Linked DNA regions of Sus scrofa: region 1 is linked to region 2. The links are chromatin contacts, called in public HiChIP or PLAC-seq maps. All regions are on one chromosome and are shown on one strand. The core of a region is the stretch at or near the end of the contact, and the rest is flanking DNA. Distances in the headings are between cores, read along the strand shown. Region 1 overlaps SUSD1 (sushi domain-containing protein 1). Region 2 has its middle 26 kb from the start of C1H9orf84.

Region 1 (3,395 bases), core at 269-2,768, 260 kb before region 2:
GTAGTTTTTGTTCTTCTTAAGCTTCATGAATGCCCTCATCCTATCATACTGCTGCCCGAGTTGGAGAGGAACCTCTAGACCTCTCTGTCACTCCCACTGTACTCCTGCCAGGCTTACTGCCTCCCCTCATTCTCCTGGAACTGAGACTCCAGGAGGGTCAGATTAAGCTCAGCACTACTTTCTGGCCCTGTTTTCTGCTTCTTTTACTGCCTATTGAGTAAGTTCTACACCCCCCTCTCCATCCTCAGAAAGTCTATGTTCTTCCAGTGGTGGTTCTTTGTGGAGACACAGAGATTTGTATTCATTACCTAATGAATACATAGAATGAGGTGGGCAAGCAGAATAGCAAGAGCTGGATTAGTTGGTGAGGGGTGGAAGATCTTATGGAAAAACCATGGTGATGGTTGCCCTAGGAGAACTCAAAGTTGGGTATAAATTCCTTATCGGTCGGTAATGGAAACTAGAAAAATTATACGAATATTAGTAGAAACATTTCTTCACTGATGAATTTGAACCCTCTTGTGTGTAATGTGCATCCCATATTTAAGAGCGAAACCTGCTATTAAATTCTGGATAGGACACAAGTCTAATATGCCATTATCATGCTTGATGTACAGCCAAGAATATGTCCAAAATAGGTCTGGGGGTCTTTTGTGGCAGTAGAGTAGGGATGAAGTATTGGAGGACTAAAGTCCGGAATATATTGCCTTGAACTTGTTCAAAGGTGTTTATGACTTAGACAAGGCCTCCTTGCTAGAAAATTACCTGGAGATCCTGACGTGGTGTTTCTAGCCACAGACAGTCCCTGCAGGGCAATATGAGTACCATTTAGAGGTTACGTACTCTGAGAGCTGCTGTCTCAGATGGAGACTTTGGTCTGGGCGGGTGTGTTAGCTTGGGCTTCCGTTTCAAAATATTATGGCCTCAGCGGCTTAAACAACAAATGTTTATTTCTCATGGTTCTGGAGACTGGGACATCTAAGATTAAGATGCAGGCTGACATTAAAAAGAACGAAATACCGGCATTCTTAGCAACATGGATGGACCTAGAAATTATCATGCTAAGTGAAGTCAGCCATACAATGAGACACCAACATCAAATGCTTTCACTGACATGTGGAATCTGAAAAAAAAGGACAAAATGAACTTCTTTGCAGAACAGATGCTGACTCACAGACATTGAAAAACTTATGGTCTCCGGAGGAGACAGTTTGGGGGGTGGGGGATGTGCTTGGGCTGTGGGATGGAAATCCTGTGAAATCAGATTGTTATGATCATTATACAACTACAGGATGTGATAGATTCATTTGAGTAATTTAAAAAAAGTAAATAAAAATAAATAAATAAATTAAAAAAAAAAAAAGATGCAGGCTGATTTGGTTCCCCTGGGAGGGAAGACTTCCTGGCCTATAGACAGCTGCCTTCTTGCTGTGTCCTCATGTGGTAGGGTGTAAGTGAGCTCGGATCAATCTTCCTCATCTTATGGGGACACTAATCTCATCCTGGGGCCCTACCCTCATGACCTCATCTAAACCTAATGACCTTCCAGAGGCACGCCCTCTGAGTAATGTCACAGTGCGCATTAGGGCTTCAGTGTGACTCAGTATCAGTATTGAGGCACAGAGGGAAGGAAGTAGGAGGTTACAATGAGAATTCTGGTGTAAGGAGACTTCCCTATGATGTCATTGATACCTCTTTTTCATTTTTTTATCCTTTTAGGGCCTCACCTAAAGCATATGGAAGTTCCTAGGCTAGGGGTCAGATCAGAGCTGCAGCTGCCAGCCTACACCACAGCCACAGCAATTTGGGATCTGAGCTGCATCTGTGACCTACACCATATCTCAGGGCAATGCTGGATCCTTAAGCCACTGAGTGAGGCCAGGGATCGAACCTGCGTTCTCATGGATACTAGTTGAGTTCTCAACCCACTGAGCCACAGCAGGAACTCCAGATACCACTTTTTCGTAGGCAAAGCAGAACTGTGCTTGTTCTTTGAAAAAAAATTGTTTGGACTTGCATATTTGCATTACTTTTGGGTTTCAAATATATTGCTGTTGCAGTCATTAAAATCAGTAGTGCAAGTTCTCCTGTAGTGCAGAGGGTTAAGGATCTGGCTTTTGCCCCAGCTCTGGCACTGGTTGCAGCTGCAGCTCAGGTTCAATCCCTGGTCCGGGAACTTCTGCATGTCATGGCTGTGGCCAAAAAAAAAAAAAAAAATCTGTAGTGATTTATTTATTTTTCTTTTGTGAACATCTTTATTGAGACACAGTTCACATATCTAATAAATCTAACGTGTACAGTCACAAAATGGTGGTAATGCAACAGCCACCATCTAATTCTCGAACATTTAGCAGTTATTATTTTTAATGTTGATTTGTTTATATTTTACTTTTTTTCTGTTTTTGACCGCACCTGTTGCATGTGGAAGTTCTCAGGCCAGGGATCAAGTCTGAGCTTCAGCTGTGACCTACTGCACAGCTGCAGCAACGCTGGATCCTTAGCTCACTGCACCGCGCTAGGGATCCAACAGGCAATGACACAGAGACAGGCTAGATCATTAACTCGCTGTGCCACAGTGGGAACTCCTTAACATTTATTTTTAATTGAGGTATAATACACATAACATAAAATGGACCATCTTAATTTTTTAACTAACAGTATACAAGTGCTGAGTACATTTCCATGGTTATGAAACTAATCTTCCAGAATATTTTATCTTGTGAGACTGCAACTCTGTTCCCAGTTAAACAGCTCCCCATTCCTTCCATCTCCCCACCTCCTGGCAACTACCCTGTTACTTTCTGTCTCTATGAATCTGACTACACAAGATACCTTGCGTAAGTCGAATCATACCGGGTTTATGTTTTGCAATTGTCATAGTTAGCATAATGTTTTCAAGGTTAATTCACAATGTAGCATATGTCAGAATTTCCTTTCTTTTGAAGGCTGAATAATATTCCACTGCATGTATATACTACATTTTGTTTACCCCTTCCTCTGTAGATGGACACTTGGGTTGCTTCCATCTCTTGGCTCTTGCAATTAATGCTACCATGGGGAGTTCCTGTTGTGGCCCAGCAGAAACGAATCCGACTAGTGTCCATGAGTTGGGTTTGATCCTTGGCCTCGCTCAGTGGGTCAGGGATCTGGCGTTGCCATGAGCTGTGGTCTAGGTCGCAGATGTGGTTCAGATCCCGTGTTGCTGTGGCTGTGGCTGTGGCTGGCAGCTGTAGCCCCGATTCGACCTCTAGCCTGAGATCTTCTATATGCTGCAAGTGCGGCCCTAAAAAAAAGGCAAAAAAGGGAGTTCCCGTTGTGGCGCAGTGGTTAACGAATCCGACTAGGAACCATGAGGTTGCGGGTTCGGTCCTTGCCCTTGCTCAGTGGGTTAACGA
Region 2 (3,377 bases), core at 44-2,543:
TTTTAAGAAGTTGTTTGAGATTCTGTCTTCCTTCCATATCTTGCCCTCCTTCTGACCTTTCTTTTAGATGTGAAGTTGCTGACATTTTCTTGAGGTCCCCAGAGGGCACTGGGCTGGCCATCATAGGTTTACCTCTGCCTGTAACCTTATGAAGACATGCTCATGTCTTGTGACTTGTGGGGTGTGTGCCTTTTAAAGCATTTAGCACAGATACACAGATTTATGAATAAGGCAGCCTTGTTCTCTCTTTGCTTGCGGGAGATTATGAAAAGCCATGTGAGTGCCATTTGGACAGAATCAAGAGTACTTTCACCACAAAAAAAGACATGATAATTATGGGACACGATAGCCGTGTTTGCTACCAACCCAGTGATATCACACTGCAGTCTATAAATGCATCAAATCAACATGTTGTGCACCTTAAACATACACAATGTTAGCGATTCGACCCCTAGCCTGGGAACCTCCATATGCTGCGGGAGCAGCCCAAAGAAATAGCAAAAAAAAGACAAAAAAAAAAAAAAATACACAATGTTAGGTATCATTTATAGCTCAGTTTTAAAAAATGGAATTCCCTTGTGGCATGGCAGGTTAAGGATCTGGTGTTGTCACTGCAGCGGCCTGGGTCACTGTTGTGGTACGGGTTCAATCCCTGGCCCGGGAACTTCCATATGCAGCTGCAGCCAAAAAAGAAAAAAAAAAAAAATCAAGAGGATTTTAGTGATCTATGATCAACTCTGCATAAAACTTTTTTTCTGGCCATAACAATGTAGTGGCTTGATGTGGGATCTCAGTTCCCAGATCAGGGATGGAACTCAGGCCACAGCAGCAAAAGCACCAAATCTTAATCACTAGGCCGCCAGGGAACTCTCAAACTTCAATTTCTAATTAACATTCTAACATTGTTGATTTTTTTACACACCAGAAAGGGGGGCATACTGTTCCTTCTCTAAAGGAAAAGATGAAATACAGACTTAGCTTTTACATAAGTGGAGTATCTCTACAGCAGCCATACTGATAGCCATTCTGGAGCTCCCCCAAAACCACACCTGTTTGCTGCTAAGCATAGCTAGCCTCTGAAGTTGATGTATGTGTGAAATTAGTTGTTTTTTTTATGTCGAATTCAGCTCACGTTCTAGTGGAAAAGAATGAAAGAAAGTAGCTGGGGATATTGAAGGGGATGTTAGGAAACTGGGGAAATGAGGAAGGAAAATGGAGAAAGTAGATGCAGAGAGAAACTCTCCAGAACTCCTTTTTCCTCTACTTGCGAAATACTGAGTATGTTCACACAATATGCAGTTTATAATTAGGGTGACAATACTCGCTTGTTTGCCTAGGACAGCCTCTGTTTGTTCCTGTTGCCCTGGCATGATTATTTTTTTCTTTCATTCTTAAAAGTGTCAGGTTTAGCGAATAAATTATATGGCCACTTTATAATCTAATCTCAAAAATTCTGGTTTCTTGCCAACAGAGTATTTTTCGACTATCAAGGATTAGGTTTCAGCAAGTCAAACACTGTATGTATGTCTGACTTTCCTCACACACAGGTGAGTATTGAAATGTTGGCACCACTCTAAGAAGGTTTGACAGTCATTCTGGAATTAGTTGAACTAACGGAAGTTCAACAGCTTCAGCAGAACTTTTGCGATCATGTGCTGTCCTTTCATACAAAATGCTCTGTTTTCTTAGATTGCCATATGAAACCCAAAGTTGGATTCTGTAGAGGGTTATTTAGAACTGTCTTCTTTTCTTTTTTGATCATGCCTTCTGCCTTCATATCTGATTGGTTGAGGTAGGATGGTATGAGTTGGGAATAGTCTTTTTCTGTAAGATAGATATGCCTGCTGGGATAGAGTGGTATTGAATCGAAGCCCAGCTCGGTGACATAGCTTAGCAACAAAAAAAGGCAAGTAGTAGTAGACAGACTTCTTCAACATCCTTAACTGGGCAAGGCCTACCTGCCTGGAGTCAGCGCCTTATTGTTGGTAGACCTCACAAGGCAGTTAGTTAAGCTGCCACACTTCAACTTAAGGAACTTTTACCAAGATCGAATTACTTTGTGCTAAGAGGAACCTTGGCACATGTCAATACTCATGGGGTGATTAAATTACGATATTTTTTCAACTCTCTCAATTTTGGATGTAATGGAAGTTTCTACAAGCATAGGAAATCAGAAACAGGCCACCTAAAGCTTGTAGTAGTATGTTTTCATAGCTTTTCCAAAGCAGGGTTTTTGACTATTTACTTAGAACTTTCTCAAAGGCTGAGCGTGCCTGTAAGATTCTACACCTAATTCTGATGTGGGGTTTTTTTTTCCCACACCAAGAAATTTTCTGATACCAGATGAGTGTCCTACAATTCAATTCAATTTTGACACTATCTATCCAGAAAGAGCATCAGATCTCATGGGTTAAGGACTCAGTCCTACAAGATTGCTTTCCACTACCACCACTTTAAGATGCCAATTGCAAACCAAGGCTGTCACCATTGCTTCCGATCAATTGGCTATGGATTGGAGAAAGGGTCTAATGATCTCCTTGGGTTTGATCGGCTTGCTAGATAGACTCATAGAATTCACAGAAAAATATTACTTACTGGCTTACCAGTTTATTACAAAAGGATATAACTTAGGAACAGCCAGATGGAAGAGATGCATAGGGCAAAATACAGGGAAAGGGATGCTAAGCTTTCAAGCCTGCTCCCACACCACCACTCTTCGGGAATCTCCATATGTTCGCCAAGGTGGAAGTACTCCAAATTTTATACCTTTGGGTTTTTATGGAGGCCTCACTACAAAGGAATGATTGATTAAGTAATTGGCTACTGCACCCAACTGGTGATTGAACCCAATCTCCAGCCCCTCCCTTCTCCCAGGAGGCTTGGGGAGGGTAGGTTGCTGAGACTGAAAGTTTCAACCCGAAGATCACGTGGTTGGCTCTAGGTAGTGCTTTCCAAGTTAACTCATTAACATAATAAAAGACCTCTATCTCTCTCATTAGAGGAAATTCCAAGGATTTGGGGAGTCTTGTGCCAGGACCAAGATGAAAATTAAATGCCTATTTCTTATAATCAATCAAAATGTCACAGCCACATTCCTTTTGGGATATTTCCCAGGGATATTTGGTATACCTTTCCTTTGGGAAAAGCTATATATACTCTTCCCAACTTCCTTTCATCTCAAGCATCATTACATGCATTGTCGATCTAATTAAATTTTTTTTTTGTCTTTTGTCCTTTTTTAGGGCCACACCCGCGGCATATGGAGGTTCCCTGGCTAGGGGTCTAATTGGAGCTGGACCTGCTGGCCTACACCAGAGCCACAGCAACACCAGATTGAGCCACGTCTGCAACCTACACCATAGCTCACGGCAACACCA

Evidence for each region. HiChIP or PLAC-seq counts read pairs in DNA pulled down with a chosen protein or histone mark.
Region 1: an H3K27ac HiChIP or PLAC-seq map of alveolar macrophages shows a contact between it and region 2. The contact joins two enhancer-like sites. A contact is called at or near these places in 1 of 47 Hi-C or Micro-C datasets (embryonic fibroblasts) and 1 of 2 datasets of contacts at active chromatin or transcription factors (alveolar macrophages).

What each region holds. Positions count from the first base shown.
Region 1 is chr1:252,836,369-252,839,763 of Sscrofa11.1, reverse strand. The region is part of intron 14 of SUSD1 (sushi domain-containing protein 1); the gene reads left to right. Among named protein-coding and RNA genes, the nearest start is that of SUSD1, 120 kb to the left of the region's middle. Within about 2 kb of position 1,518, at least 11 of the 83 cell types and tissues checked have an H3K27ac peak or open chromatin away from gene starts, as enhancers often do. A contact at or near this core is called in alveolar macrophages, where this site is marked.
Region 2 is chr1:252,579,002-252,582,378 of Sscrofa11.1, reverse strand. No RefSeq gene overlaps it. Among named protein-coding and RNA genes, the nearest start is that of C1H9orf84, 26 kb to the right of the region's middle. Within about 2 kb of position 1,293, at least 1 of the 83 cell types and tissues checked has an H3K27ac peak or open chromatin away from gene starts, as enhancers often do. A contact at or near this core is called in alveolar macrophages, where this site is marked.